Regions from separate parts of the Mus musculus genome. Here all the other regions are linked to region 2. Evidence: chromatin contacts called from public Hi-C and HiChIP or PLAC-seq data. All regions are on one chromosome and are shown on one strand. The core of a region is the stretch at or near the end of the contact, and the rest is flanking DNA. Distances in the headings are between cores, read along the strand shown.

What was found. Hi-C and Micro-C count contacts between places; a contact is called where the count stands out from the background. HiChIP or PLAC-seq counts read pairs in DNA pulled down with a chosen protein or histone mark.
Region 1: a Hi-C map of the N1E-115 cell line shows a contact between it and region 2, with 4 times the contacts expected there. The contact joins two enhancer-like sites. A contact is called at or near these places in 1 of 15 datasets of contacts at CTCF or cohesin (the NIH/3T3 cell line), 1 of 484 Hi-C or Micro-C datasets (the N1E-115 cell line) and 1 of 115 datasets of contacts at active chromatin or transcription factors (pancreatic cancer cells).
Region 3: an HNF4G HiChIP or PLAC-seq map of pancreatic cancer cells shows a contact between it and region 2. The contact joins two enhancer-like sites. A contact is called at or near these places in 1 of 39 promoter capture datasets (hippocampal neurons), 1 of 115 datasets of contacts at active chromatin or transcription factors (pancreatic cancer cells) and 2 of 9 other capture datasets (adipose tissue and pancreatic islet).
Region 4: a contact with region 2 is called in a FOXA1 HiChIP or PLAC-seq map of pancreatic cancer cells. The contact joins two enhancer-like sites. A contact is called at or near these places in 13 of 39 promoter capture datasets (the 3T3-L1 cell line, 3T3-L1-derived adipocytes, the C10 cell line and 7 more), 1 of 15 datasets of contacts at CTCF or cohesin (embryonic stem cells), 8 of 484 Hi-C or Micro-C datasets (the C2C12 cell line, the N1E-115 cell line, cerebral cortex and 2 more), 4 of 115 datasets of contacts at active chromatin or transcription factors (embryonic stem cells, pancreatic cancer cells and stem cell-derived neural progenitor cells) and 1 of 9 other capture datasets (embryonic stem cells).

Annotation. Positions count from the first base shown.
Region 1 is chr13:98,537,570-98,541,017 of GRCm38.p6, reverse strand. No RefSeq gene overlaps it. Among named protein-coding and RNA genes, the nearest start is that of Gm41032, 3.1 kb to the right of the region's middle. Within about 2 kb of position 1,512, at least 5 of the 459 cell types and tissues checked have an H3K27ac peak or open chromatin away from gene starts, as enhancers often do. A contact at or near this core is called in the N1E-115 cell line, where this site is marked.
Region 2 is chr13:98,296,916-98,300,606 of GRCm38.p6, reverse strand. The region is part of intron 3 of Gm21976 (low-density lipoprotein receptor class A domain-containing protein 1); the gene reads right to left. Among named protein-coding and RNA genes, the nearest start is that of Btf3, 18 kb to the left of the region's middle. Within about 2 kb of position 1,351, at least 39 of the 459 cell types and tissues checked have an H3K27ac peak or open chromatin away from gene starts, as enhancers often do. A contact at or near this core is called in the N1E-115 cell line and pancreatic cancer cells, where this site is marked.
Region 3 is chr13:98,131,723-98,134,935 of GRCm38.p6, reverse strand. The region is part of intron 2 of Arhgef28 (Rho guanine nucleotide exchange factor (GEF) 28); the gene reads left to right. Among named protein-coding and RNA genes, the nearest start is that of Gm34469, 38 kb to the left of the region's middle. Within about 2 kb of position 1,790, at least 43 of the 459 cell types and tissues checked have an H3K27ac peak or open chromatin away from gene starts, as enhancers often do. A contact at or near this core is called in pancreatic cancer cells, where this site is marked.
Region 4 is chr13:98,502,985-98,506,720 of GRCm38.p6, reverse strand. No RefSeq gene overlaps it. Among named protein-coding and RNA genes, the nearest start is that of Gm41032, 31 kb to the left of the region's middle. Within about 2 kb of position 1,645, at least 75 of the 459 cell types and tissues checked have an H3K27ac peak or open chromatin away from gene starts, as enhancers often do. A contact at or near this core is called in the N1E-115 cell line and pancreatic cancer cells, where this site is marked.

The DNA of each region.
Region 1 (3,448 bases), core at 263-2,762, 240 kb before region 2:
CTTGGCCACAGAAAGGGGTTCATCCTAAGCAGATGGGAGCAGGGTAAAGAAAACAGAGTAAGTGCTCTGTGACTGGTTTTGTTTGCTATCGCTGATTGAGTTTGCTCTTGGCACTACAGGGCTACCTGTCCCCACAGTGAAGTTTTCTAGAAAGAACCTCCTAATGCTCCCTGGGACAGTACTCCCAGGACAGTGCTCCCTAGGACAATGCTCCCCAGGACAGTGCTCCCAAGGACAGTGCTCCCAAGGACAGTGCTCCCAGGACAGTGCTCCCGAGGACAGTGCTCCCTAGGACAGTGCTCCCGAGGGCAGTGCTCCCGAGGACAGTGCTCCCTAGGACAGTGCTCCCTAGGACAGTGCTCCCTAGGACAGTACTCCCAGGACAGTGCTCCCTAGGACAGTGCTCCCCAGGACAGTGCTCTCTCTCTCTCTCTAGGACAGCCACAGTCTCACGGCCTAGTCTTCCAAGTGCCCTACTCTTCCAGTCTCATGTTCATTTTCAAGGCATTGGCTCTTGCCCTAATCTCACTGTTCCCCACATTTGTTCTCTGTTTGGAAGCCAGGTCTGAGACTGGCACACAGCCTCTGTGGATCCAGACCCTGCCACCAGCTGATGATGGAGGAGGACACCCTGTGTGACACCCCTTGTCCTACTGTAGCCTTCTGCACTCTCTTCTGTGAGGCAGATGTGTCACATGCCTCATAGAATTTATGTTTGTACAGACTCAATGCTGTTCGTACAGTAGAGCTAGTCTCACCTGAGACGACCTTAAATGAACAACCTCTATCCTCTCCTAACCCTGGAGAATTGGGATTGCTGAGATCTGGGCTCTGGGTCCCTATTCTAACAGCTTCTCCAGGTGACTCTGACACAGCATGAGAAGCGCTGCCTAGTGTATGTGACAGGTAGGGAAGGGAGACTGTCTTTGCACAAGCAGGAAATCAGCATGTTCATTGTAGGTGATGGAGCAGGGCTGAGGGAACATCAGAATTCACCCAGATCTTACTTACACCTTGATGTTACACATTTTAAACTAAAATATTAACTTCAAGCAGTGTTACCGACACAATTGTGTCCCTGAGCACATGTCATTTGAGACAAGCAAGTACCCCACAAGGGTCCAAGGTTCTGTCAGTCCCTGGGGCTAGAACATGTCAGGTTCTGAAGTAAGCAGCAAGGATTATGGGATGCGCTTCGCCAGCTGAGAGCAAAGGATCTGTCCATTTCTTGCACAGAATCTGACTTCCCATATAAACATGTTACTAAAACTAGCCTGTTCTGTCCATTGGCAGCTGGTGTGGTGGCTTCTTTGCCCCGTTAGGTGATACACCCCCAATTAGATAAACTGCGGCTTATTGCTATTAATGCCTTTTGAAGTTAGGGTGAAGTTAAAATTGTAGGCTAGCCAGTAAGTCTAACAAGGCATTTTAATAACTTCCCAAAGTGGAACAGACACATGCAAGCCGGCCAGGTTTGCCTCTGTGTCCAGTGGACTTCTGGAATCTCTGGTTACGCAATGTTGGGAAACATCCTCATTTGGATAATGTGTTACACGTGGTTAAGACGGGCTTTTGCTGCTGTTAAGATAGCTTTCCTTGCAATCTTAGCATTCTTTCTCTTAAGCAGACAGCAGGGCGGCTTTATCCTGAGTTACACATGTAGGGTTTACAAAGCAAAATGTGGCACATGAGATATTTGATTGCATCTCTTGTTTCTTTATGCATTGTATTTTAAAAGAGACAAAGACAGTTACATCACAGTTTTTTTGGGGGGCCACTCAACAAAATCTTTGTTGCTCCTCAGAGCTGTCCAAAGTCACTTTATGGATAAAAGTCTAAGATGATGTCCCTTATGCCCGTCCTTTGACCTTGATGGTCACAGCCTGCTGCACCAAGTATCTCCCAACCCCGTTGTTTATAGTTTATGTGGACATCAAAACCTCCAAGAAGATTCCAAGAGCCTCTTGTTCAGGATAGAGTCTTCTGGAGCAGGAGTTCTGTTTATCCTGCTTCAATGAGTTGCAGACTGGAATTTCCCCAGAGCCATCATCTCCCATGCTCCGAGGAAGGATGCCAAGCATCGAGCACTGGGCAATGGCGAAGAGCTCGAGGCCACTTTGCCTCAACTTGGTGCTTGTCCATCACTGGTCCCTGGAAACAATCTGGCTTTTCTTTCTGCAGCCAAGGCTTGGCACTCAAGTGCAGCTTTGCCCAGCTTCTCTTCTGTCGGGTCTACTCCCAGAAAGCAGTTGCTCATTTAGATGAACTGCTCCTGGCATGTGCTCATGTGTAACTAACAAAGGGATTCTTCTGGGGTTGTGGGGGTAGGGCAGCAGGGCAGAGAGAATATGTTCCTGCAGGAGAAGCCATTTATCTAAGCTGGCATCTGCAGCTGGCCTTATCTAGTGCAGGCTGTACTGGCTGATACACACCAGTGAGCCCAGCCCTGGGGAAGCTAAGGCAGGGGGACTAGTAGTTCCTGGTCAGCCTGGGCTACACTGGGACATCCTGTGTCAATGCAAACAATTAATAATAAAACTCAGGTTACCTCGAGGACCCAGTCACTGCTTTGAGTAGCAAACTATTTGAAGAGCAGAGACCTTGGAGACAGTCTGGCAAGAACAGAGGATTCTGGGAGAAATGGAACTACACAAACCAAATTACCTCTGATGAAGGAAACCTTTTCCTACCTCGGATTCTCTTTTGACCCTAGAACTAGCCGTAGCCTTCCCCTGCAGCATGCCCGGCCTGGAGACCCACACTGTACTGTCGGTGAGCTTCTCTCTCTGTCAGAGCTAAATCTGCCAGGGGCTATGCAAGTGTGGAGGTTAAATAGGTCCAAGCACATCAGGAAGGAGAAATTCAGTCCCCCAGGCTCCAAGTGGCTCACCTGATATGGCCTAGTCTCTCAGCAGCTTGCTGAGCTTGGATTTTTTTTTCCTTTTTTTTTTTTTTTTTTTGCAAGGTGGAATTTAATAACAGTATAACAAAAAATAAGAGGATTGTGAGGAAAGAGAAGAACTAGAACGCAGAGGCTTAGCTGACACCGATACCTGGAACTGGACTTTGCCAGGAAAACTAGCCCAAGCGTGATTGTGTTTTATTCCTTACTTCCTACTTGCAGTAGGATCGAATGGATTGCTTAAATATCATTCTTTCTTTCTTATCAGAAAATACTATTAACCTAAGAAGGCCACATGCTGTTGTTAGTGTTCAGGACAGACTTTTCTCACATGGTCAGCCCGTAAGAGGATGTTGCCTGTAGTTTCTCCAGTGTCTGTTCCCACTATCTGCCTTGTCAGAGGAAGTGATCTCTGCCCATTCCCAGACTCTTCTACCCTTAAGAGCAACCATGCCATCCAGTTCCGACCAAAGATGTGTTAGTTCTGACTGTGGAGTGGAGCCTCATGCAGACAGGCAGACTCAGGTAAGGTGGGCAATTTGTACA
Region 2 (3,691 bases), core at 102-2,601:
GGTTAAATATATACCATGTTTGTGATTGTACATGGGGTAGTTATATCATGTTAGACACAATTATGGGCTGCTTATTGTTTTTGTTTGGAAATTAAGCATGACATAAGGAGAGATATGACAGTGTGCCAAGCTGGCAAGGGATGGACTTTTGATGGCTATTTCTAGTTGTCAACTTGACTTCATCCAAATGATGGGGCACACCCGTGAGGGAATTTTTTTTCTTAATTAAAATAATTTGAAATGGGGGGAGCCACTTAAAATCTGGATATTTGAAGTGGGAGGATCTACCTTAATCTGGGCCACACCTTCTGCCAGTGGCCTCTATGAGGACATGGAAGGAGGTAGTGCTTGCTCTTTGCCTGTTTGCTCTCACCTCGCTGGCAAGGTATATGCAGCACAAACTACCCTAGCGTTAGAGCCTGCTTCCAGTGTATACTGAAGACCATCTGAGACATCCGGGCTTCTTGGACCGTTCATGGGCAGCCATTGCTGGACTAGCTGGACTGTAGCCTGTAAGTCATTCAAATACCACCCCTTTCTCCTTATAGTGATTCGTTCTGTAGATTCTGTCACTCTGACCAGCACACTCTTCCAGACTACTCCCTGGGGTTTTATGATTAGCTAAACCTTCAGCAGCAAAATAACTAAATGAGATAGAATTAGCATTCTTCCACTTCATATTTATTTATGAATTATATACCTATACTAGCCTACACACACACACACACACACACACACACACACACACTGAAACATTATGCAAACTAGAAACTTAAGAAGGATGAGATCAAACAAACTGTGTAAAAGCAGAAACTCTAATGTTCTTTTCCCAAACCCCGCTGAATCCTCGCACCCAGGACATCTTTTCAATGTTGTAATTATGAACGCCAAGCTAGAAAAGCGTCGGATTCAACAAAACTCTGCTTAGTTAGCACCAGATTTTCAAGGCTGTTCAAAGATCGGATGCAAATGCAAATAAAAGAAAGAAAAAAGGAGGAGAGAGAGTTAAGGCAGGCTTCCTTCCAAAGGATGAGAAGCTCGGGCAGGCCTGCAGGGGCTGGGACTGGGAGATGGCAAAGATGTGAAGCGCGAATTCCCTCATGAATCGCGTGGCAGAAGCAGATGCGTGCGTGCGCACACGCAGAGAGAGAGAGAGAGAGAGAGAGAGAGAGAGAGAGAGAGAGAGAGAGAGAGAGAGAGAGAGAGAGAGAGAGAGAGAGAGAGAGAGAGAGAGAGAGAGAGAGAGAGAGAGAGAGAGAGAGAGAGAGAATGAGAGAGAGAGAATGAGAGAGAGACTCCAGTCTGGGCAGCATCCCATGCAACCCAAGCTATGGACTCAAGAGGGCAGCAGAGAGCAGCTAATGAATCCCCTTGTCAGCTGCCTCCAGAGCAGTTCTTGTGTATGTTAAGGAGCCTCCCAGGACAAAGGCTGGGCGGACCCGGAAATATAGATGCTAGTAGGGATGACAGATCAGCACCTTTAAAGCCTTTGGTTATAGATCTCCAGCCTTTGTGACAAGTAACCAGGGGAGGGGCGTGGATGGGTTCAAATACCCCGCCTTACTTTTAGCGGGAGCCTATGAGGTGGCAGCATTGGTGGGAGGCACAAATGACAGAGCTGTGACCACTTGCCCAGCCTTTAACAGTTTGAGTCAGAGTTAGACTTGAAGGCAAATGTCCAAAAAGCAACATTGGTGATGAACTACACAGCATCTCTGAAGCTTTTCTTCAAGATGACAACTTCGGTTTGCTACGATGTTGTTCTAGCACAGACTGATACTCAAATGACTCCGTCAAAGTCCGTGAACAAGGCCGAAATGTCTATTCTTGCTGTACACACAGTCATTGTCGGTTGTAGTTTGAAGCTCACAGTAGAAAAGCAGGCTAAAGTTTAAGGTCAGCCACGACCTAGCCTTCTCTGACGAACTCCAAGGCAGCCATGCACTTTCTACAGAACAGCGCCATCCATCATGTTAAATGAGCATTAAAATGTTCAAGTGTATTAGCTTCGTGGAATTTGATTTTAACCTTGTTCTGTAATTATATACCAATTGCCATGGTTTGAACGTTTGTGTACCTCCAAAATTTGTATGTGACAAAGTGTTCCGTCGGAGAAGGAGCCTCTAGAGCAGTGCTTCTCAGCCTTCCTAACACGGCGACTCCTTAATATAGCTCATGTTGTGGTGACCCCCAACTGTAAAATTATTTTGTTGCTACAACATAACTTCAGTTTTGCTACTGTTATGAATCGTAATGTAAATATCTGATATATAATTAGTGGGGAAAAAAAATCATGTGTCCCCCCCCAAAGGGGTCTCGACCCACAGGTTGAGAACATGGACCAAGAAGGCTTCTTCTACTCTCATGAACAATGTTCATTTAAAAAAAAAATCAAGACTTCGGGGGCTGGAGAGATGGCTCAGTGGTGAAGAGCACTGGCTGTTCTTCCAGAGGTTCTGAGTTCAAATCCCAGCACCCACATGGTGGCTCATGACCATCTATCTGTAAAGGGATCTGATGCCCTCTTGTGGCATGTAGGTGGACATGCAGCACTCACATGTTAAAAAACAAAAACAAAGCCGAAAACACCCCACCCCCCAAACAAAACAAAACAAGACAAAAAGACAACAATTTAAAAAAAAAAAAAAGATTGCAAAGGGTTACAAAAAAGATTTTTTTTTTTAAAATCCAGCTAGCATGCTCTGCTTGGGAGGTAGTAGAGAGAAGGAGATGTCTTGGAAGCAGGGAACATCCCCTCACCACACACTGAATCTGCTGATGCTTGGCCTCTAGAACTTGTATTACAAAATAGCAGTCTGTTGTACTTTGCTAAGGCAGCCTGGATAGCTAGCCATCTGGAGGCATGATATTTATGGTTTTGTGCATTGGAATAACATAATAAAGTTAAAAATGATGGCAACGGTGGCAATTACGGACCCACAATAATTCCCAGGAGCTCAAAGTAACCAGTTGATTACACGGGTTTGAGGAACCAGGGGAGGGCCCTTGCTTGCTTTTCCCATGAGAGGGCGCCTCATTAGAGAAAGCGAGCATTTCTCCAGTAACATAAGCCCTAACTTTTCTCTTACTGCAAGCCCACCTTCAGATAAGCTTGGCAGCTCCTTCTGAGAAAAGCTTTGGCTCCAATGTAGTAGAATTGCCTTATTTTACACATAGAGGGCCCCGAGACCAGTTGGATAAAGTGATGCTATACTTCAAGCTCACCTCAGGGACACAGACCCCATAGCAAGAGTTCAGGGAAGCTGAATCCCATAGGCCTACCACCATCCTGTCTCAAACGTGGAAGACCAGACTGTTGGAGGCATGACTCAATGCAGAGTTCCCAACGAAGCACAAGAATGTTAGTATCAGCCGGGCGTGGTGGCGCACGCCTTTAATCCCAGCACTTGGGAGGCAGAGGCAGGCGGATTTCTGAGTTCGAGGCCAGCCTGGTCTATAAAGTGAGTGCCAGGACAGCCAGGGCCACACAGAGAAACCCTGTCTCAAAAAACCAAAACCAAAACCAAAACCAAAACCAAAAAACAAGAATGTTAGTATCAGAGCCTAAGCAAATGTGTATTGCTGGCAAGGGACAATACGCAGACTCACTGGGGCTTGGGCTCAGGGAATGGACATAACCTTTCTCTGGTCCTTGCGCCGATGCTGGCAGTATACACACCCAGAGACGAAG
Region 3 (3,213 bases), core at 541-3,040, 170 kb after region 2:
TAGCTCCATTCTGGGGGTTGAATTCATCTTATGACAATATCCTCATCCACTGTGTCAGCTAGACCACTCTTTTCTAGTGATTCTTGGTTGTCTCATTCTCTCTGGGTTTCCCCAGTACATATGTGACCACCAATGTTTGGGACAACAGACGCTCATTGTATTGATTTATTTACTTCTGTATTCTGGATACACAGCAAGACTTGGGAGTCAGTCAGGAGGGGCTGTAATCATTTTGGGAGAAACATGTCCCAGAGTTTGAGAGTTTACTAAACTTCTGGGCACTGTGTGAGGTAGGCAGATCCTTGCTGGGGACTAGAATTCAAAAGAGAGGATGTTAAGTAGCAGTTTACAAGGAACTCGCCTTCTCTAACAGGTTCTTAAAGAATCCTCCTACTCAAGTAACAATCTTCATGAGCCATGTCACATTCACTTGGAAAAAAGGGGGGGGGGGCGGTTAAAGGGGCTGGAGAGACAGCTCAGTGTTTAAGAGCTCTGGTTCCTCTTCCAGAGGTCCTGAGTTCAATTCCCAGCAACCACATGGTGGCTCACAACCATCCCATGCCTTCTTGTCATCCCATGTCACTGAAGACAGCTATAGTGTATTCATATACATAAGATAATAAATAACTCCCATCTTATGTGTACACATGCATGTGCATGCGTGTGTGTGCATGCATGAGTGTGTGTGTGTGTCACATGTATGTGGATACCTGCAGAGTTCAGAAGAGGGTGTCAGATCCCCTGGGGCTGCAGTTCCATGTGGATGAAAAGAAGCAAATACCGGGCCCTCTGGAGGAACCGAGGCACTAACCACTAAGCCCTCTCTCTAGCCCCACATGAACACGTCACACAACAACAGCTCTTAGCATTCTTCAGTAATATTTCCCAGTATTCATAGCTATTTTGATCCACAGCCCTGCAAAAAGTTGAGCCACTACTTGCCAGTTTAGGGCATTGTATGGTGTCTTACAATGCTTTCTCATTAGCTACTTCCCGAGAACCTCATATAACTAATGATCATCAGCGAAGCTGAGTGGCTAAGCCATGACATTGGTGCTTCCATTAATTGGCCGCATAGACTTTGCGTGCCAGGTAGTGAATTACAGGTGGGGGCAGATGATGAGGCCTAAGTTTGTGTCTCTTGAAGGTCTATCTTTCAGAAAAGGAGAAGAAACTTATAAATACAAAACTAGATAAAATAATGAGAAATTAGAAATTATAAAAGTTGGCAAATTCCGAAGGTTAAAAATTCCCAATTCAGATCGCTTCTTGTCTAGGTATTGACATGCCCTCAGACATTCCAGGGTCACTCAGCAGGAAGAGGAGTGTCTCGGGGAAGTGCGCGGAGAGGAAGCAAATGTTACTAATTGCAGTTGAAATATCGACTTCTACCCTGCCCCCACCACTTCAGAGAATAATTTTGATTTTTTTCTGTGACGTAACTCACACTAAACACTCCAAACACATATCAGATTGTTATTATAAGCTTATTCTCACCGTCACAGGTTGTCTTCTGCTGGCATGCTGGGACTGCTTCAGGCTTGTGCAGGTCAGCTTTGATTGCATTCTTGAAGTTGCTTCCAGCTGTAGATGCATTGCTCAGGGTCCCTTCCGGGGTTTGGAAGACACCTGAAGGACTGGAGCCCCAAGGTTTCATTCCTGTGGTTGGTGTCTGTCCCGTGGGGTCTCTGGCATTACAGACAAAGGGAAAATGGGCTGTCCTGCCCTTGAGGCTTCATAATTAGGGGATCCATTGCTGAGAGTATTAGTCATGATCACTGTGACTAATACAGGGCTGGGTAGATACACACCAAGCTTCCTTCAGACAGGGCTTCTCAGGGGAGCTTGTCTAGGGCTGGCTTCAGCACTACGAGTACAGTTAGCTAATGAACATTAGGAAATAATGTGGCCTGGGATGGAGCGTGTATTGACTGGGCCACAGGGCTCTGGCGAAGCAAGGATCACAGGCTGAAACAAGCCATTGCACCTCCAGCTGTCACAGGGTGAAGTAACCTGGAGCAGGTTGCCTACGCCTACCTGTACCTGACTCTTCCCGTATCATATTCTGTGATGTTCCATGTGTTCTTCGAATTCTTGACTTAATTTTGCAAACTTCATTTCTTTTAAGTATAGAGGAAAAGGAGAGTGGCTGTTTGTGGAGCTATTTTTTCAGGGGTGCGGGGGTGGGGGTGGGGAGAATCGGCAGCCACAATTTCTTTTTCAGAGGTAAGGGTAGGGGGAGAAGAAGAGGGAGAAGGGGTGGGAGAGAGAGAGGATATGAGAGGGAAAGGGAGAAGAAGGAGATGAGGAGAGAGAAGAAAAAGGAGTGGGAAAGAGAGGGACGAGGAGGAGAAGGAGTCGGAGGACTTTTTTTTTTTTTTTTTTTTTTTTTTTTTTTTTTTTTTTTTTTTTTTTTGTGGGGGACAGGATCTGGGATGGGACCAGGACCAGTTGCATATGGAGACCAGTCAAAGACTGACGGTTTCCTCTCCAAGGCACCAAAGACTTCCATGTCACTGTAGGATTGGAAGGGAAAGGGTTGTGGGAGCAGCCCGTGGAGGACTTAGTCTCTATGGGTGACCTGGGTGTAGGAAGTGAAGTGCAGAGCCAAGGGAGAGGTGATGGCCGGCAGGGGCTGTGAAAATCGGCATTACTGAGATAGAATCCTTCTGAGTGTCAGACACAGTCATTTGTCATTTCGAGTCCATCTGTTGTTATGGAAAATAATTTTCTAGGATGGAGAAGCAGGGCTTCTTATATTCTCCTGAGAACAAATAACAAAAAGCCCACAGGGAATACACTGAGGTGATTGCTGAAGAATTCGTATTCAGCAGGGATTTTGACCAGATGATGTAATAAGCTTGTATCATTAGAGTACTGACTAATTTACATATACTTGAATATTCATAAATTAGTTAAGGGAACGTGTCAGTCAAGGAGGATTCATTGACTTTTACCACTTCTACACACTATAAGGTGGTGTATGGAAGGGATGATACATATTTTGGTAAGTAACTGAAAATGTTTTGCATGAATTGGAGTAAACTCATCTGAGGATGTACCCATTAATGCTAGTTGAGTGACTTTTTGGTGGGAAGTTCAAAACCTTATTTGATAGTAAGAAGTTGTCTCCTTTTATCTTGACTTGTGACTTCACAGCTCCTGACCTTGTGTGCAGTCTTCATTAGATAATCAAGGTGTTTGGGAGAAGTG
Region 4 (3,736 bases), core at 396-2,895, 210 kb before region 2:
TATTGGCAGAGTAAGGCCAAGGAAAGTTGGAGGTGGCAGAAGAGCTGCTAAGCAGAGGAGGTCCTCTCAGCGGCTTGGAGGCATCAGGAAACACATAGGTGTCAGAGGGGAAAAGCAAGGCACAGGGCAAAGTGATAGATAAGTCTTTTAAAAAACTACTTTCTCTAGAATTACTCACAAAAGACAAACAGTAGTTGCCCCCAGTGACAAAAAATTAGCGGGGGCTGAGGAACAAAACTAGAATATTTTCCTATTCTACTTGTTTTGGCTCTTTTCAATAATTGACCTCCTTTCTTACAAAATAAAACCTTAAAGTGTTGTCAGTTGGGGTCCTGGTAGCTTGCTGTGGTAGTGAAAACACCTGTTTTCACAGTGTGAAATTCGGGAGTTTCAGCCTGGGATTAGGCTAAAAAACTCTCAGTGTTTTTCTCCCTCCCACTTGTGATTGCCCAAGCAAACCGAAGCTCCTCCTCACAAGCCCACTTTCTGGTGCTTCTCACTTGATCGCCACTACAGTCTTCAGTGTTGTCTGAGATGCCCAAAGATCACGGACAGTTTGGCTAAGCCAACTCTTAGCTGGCACCAGGCTCAAATCCAGAAGCCAAGGGCCTGTGAATGGCAGAAAGCGGAGGAGAAAGTTCCCTGTCTCTGGCAGTGCTGGATAACCTTCCTTGCTTCTGCCTCAAGTCAAGCTGGAGGTGAGAGGCCACAGGTCCCACCGAGTCCAACCCCTGGGATATCCCCGCTCTTTAAACTTGGGGGAAGAGGCTCCAGTGGGTTTGGTGGCACATTGTGGCCAGGGGTGAACTAGCCCACTGGTCGTTGTCCACCGGACCCCACACGACCTCTGCCCTCTTCCACATACCTGCCCAGGTAGCTCTTTCATTAGCTAAATCCATTTAATTCATTAATTAAATCCATTGACTTCTACTCTTTCTGGAATATTCCACCACAGTCAGGTTTCCCTTCATGGCCTCACGAGGGAAGACATCGAGCCCTCTACAGCTGGCACAAAACAGAACTTCCCACCAGAGCAGAGGGGATAGCTTGGGAGGGACCTTCTAGGTAGTGCAGCTGGTCTGGGGTGGGGGGGCTGTGTCGCCTGCTTGTCGGGAGCTTGGTGCACCCAGGAACCATGCTGCGAGCAAGTGGAGGAGGCCTGGGAACCCCCGAGGCCGCCGGGGTGCACATCCTGCGGCCTTGGCTAGCTTCTTCCATCGGATGGGTACGAACTGGAACTGTCCTAAATGCACCCCCCCACCCCACTTATAGTCTGTTAAATTGACTAATAAACTCAACACAGCGTTTTCTGTGCGGCTTCAAAAACCTCCGTAATTTCGTTAGAAAACGTTGAAATCCAATCCCAAAGTATTCAGCCCAAATGTTTAGTTAAAGTAACCCCGTGGGTTAATAAACTAAACAAAGTCAACCCATGCAAAACTGGAGCAATGAAAACCAGGCTAGATAAACGAAGGGAAGTTTATAAGAACCCTTTCGGAGGAGAAGAAGGTTGGGGGGGGGGGGAGCACGAAGGCACTAGGCACGGAGCTTTAATGTGAAGCATGTGAGCCAGGCTCAGCTTACAGGTACTCGGCCCCTGGCGAAGGGCGCTGTCAGGCGGCATCGCCCAGCGCGGCCCGGGAAACCCTACCCCGCTGCCGCCAGCAGTCGGGCGGCACCGAGGTCCCCGCCCCGCCGTGCGCTCCGCCCGCCCGCACTGCCCGCGGGGACCTGGGGCGACGTTCGTTGCAGCAGACCGGGCGGCGCAGGCCGGCTCCCCAGGAGATGCTCTGTGCAACCCTAGAGGCTGAGCCCCGCTGTCCAGCGCTGCGGGGAGAAGGGCCACGCCTGCCCACCCTCCACTTTCCTCCAGCCCTGGCAGTGGAGTGACAAAGGCGAGCCGCGCCCTTGACCTCCCTCCCTCTAAGGAAGCTCTTGGGAAGAGAGGGGCGGGCTGTGGATCGCCCAGTTACAATTAGTTGCTTTTGCCTGAGCAGTCTGGAGCCGCAGCTCCGGAGGTGGGGGGCGGGGGGATGAGAGAGAGAGAGAGAGAGAGAGAGAGAGAGAGAGAGAGAGAGAGAGAGAGAGAGAGAGAGAGAGACTGAGAGAGACTGACTCTGGATAGGAAGGGCAGGTCAGAAACCAGGACGCCTTGTGTCGCTTTGGGGACTTGAGATGTAAAACCAGTTCATTCTCGGGTCCACCTCGCCCTCCTAGCTGGACGAGCCATCAAAAGAGAAAAGAACGGGGACTGGCGAAGGGGGTGTGGCCCCCCTCCCATCACTCTAACTTCCCTCGCCCCTCGGCCCTCGGAATTTCTAGGAGGGGCGGTCCCAGCCAGCCGAACCCATTCTGGGAGCTGTGCGAAGAGATCAGAGGCAGTACAGGTTCTCGGTTAAATGAACCTTCAGGCGGGGACAATGGCGCGGACCTCACACGGGGGCACCGTGCTTCGCCCCCATCCCCGCTCAGCTGCCCCGTTCTTTTATTCCACGAGGTGAATCCTCCGGAGTCTCCTACGGCCGCCCCGAACCAATGGGCTGACCCGGGAGAGCGCGGGACGCTCAGGAGATAGTTTGAAAGGAGGTGTGGGTTTTAATTTTTAAAGCGTATAATTGGAGGAGAGTTATTTTTTTTTCTTGGCCAAGAAGAGGCGGGGGTGGGGGGGAGAGAAGGAAGAAGAAAGGCAGGGGGGGAAAGTCAGGAAAAACAGAACGCATTTATCTATCAACCGCTAGACAAGACAAAGAGGTTTTAACAACAGTTTGAAAAGAGCGGCCTGTGAATGGTTACTATTCAATTTGTATTTTATTCCCCGCTGGTCATGGAATTGAGATCAGAAGAAAAAGTGAAAACACATGGCCGAGGTCAAGGGATCAGAGAACCACCACACACAGCAAAGGGAAGGGGAGGCAATGGGAACTCGTGTGAAGAAATGGATTATATAAACAGAGCTTACCATCGCCTGCGCCCCATTATCCTGTAATTTACCCTGCATGGGAGCATAGAAATATATTAAACTAGTGATGGCTCTTACCATTTCTTTACAAGCCAGCCTCGTGCCAATCAAGCCTACTATATACTTTGAGACATGTTTAGAATTCTTGAACTAATGTGTTTATTTTAAATATCACAGGGAAATTATTACATCACCAGAAAATAATGCCGGAGCGGGGGTCTGCCGCCCTTTTGAAGTCCTGTTTCAACGAAACATGATTTTAATTACATAATCACTTTGAAACTATAATTATACAATAAACGATGAGGATTAAGCGGGAAGTATAGACTACATTAAAAATTGCTTAGGTCTTGAGAAAACAAACTGAACATGAGGGGGGAAAAGAAAGAGATGAAACCCGAGGTCCTGGGGAGGGGGTTGATAAAGCCTACCACGGCTTTCCTCTGGGCTGCTGAGAGATGGGCGCCTGGGGCTTTTGGCCTGGGCTACAAGCAGACGAGTTTCCTAGTAAACGCTAGCTAATCCAAGACAGAATCAAAGAGTGATCCGGGAAGACGGCTCCGCGTTTGCTTGCTAAACTTTCTACACAAGAGCAAATGAAGTTGTTTGACATTCACGAAACGCTTTCGGGGCACCGGCAGTGCCCTGGGAGATTGTTTTGTTGGCCCTTCGCTTCCAGGAGGAAAAGCATCCAACAGAAATGGCGCCCGGGGTGCGGCGTTGCCCGCAAGGAGTTTATAAACAACTGTCCGCGGCCCCAGCGGGACTGTGAACGCC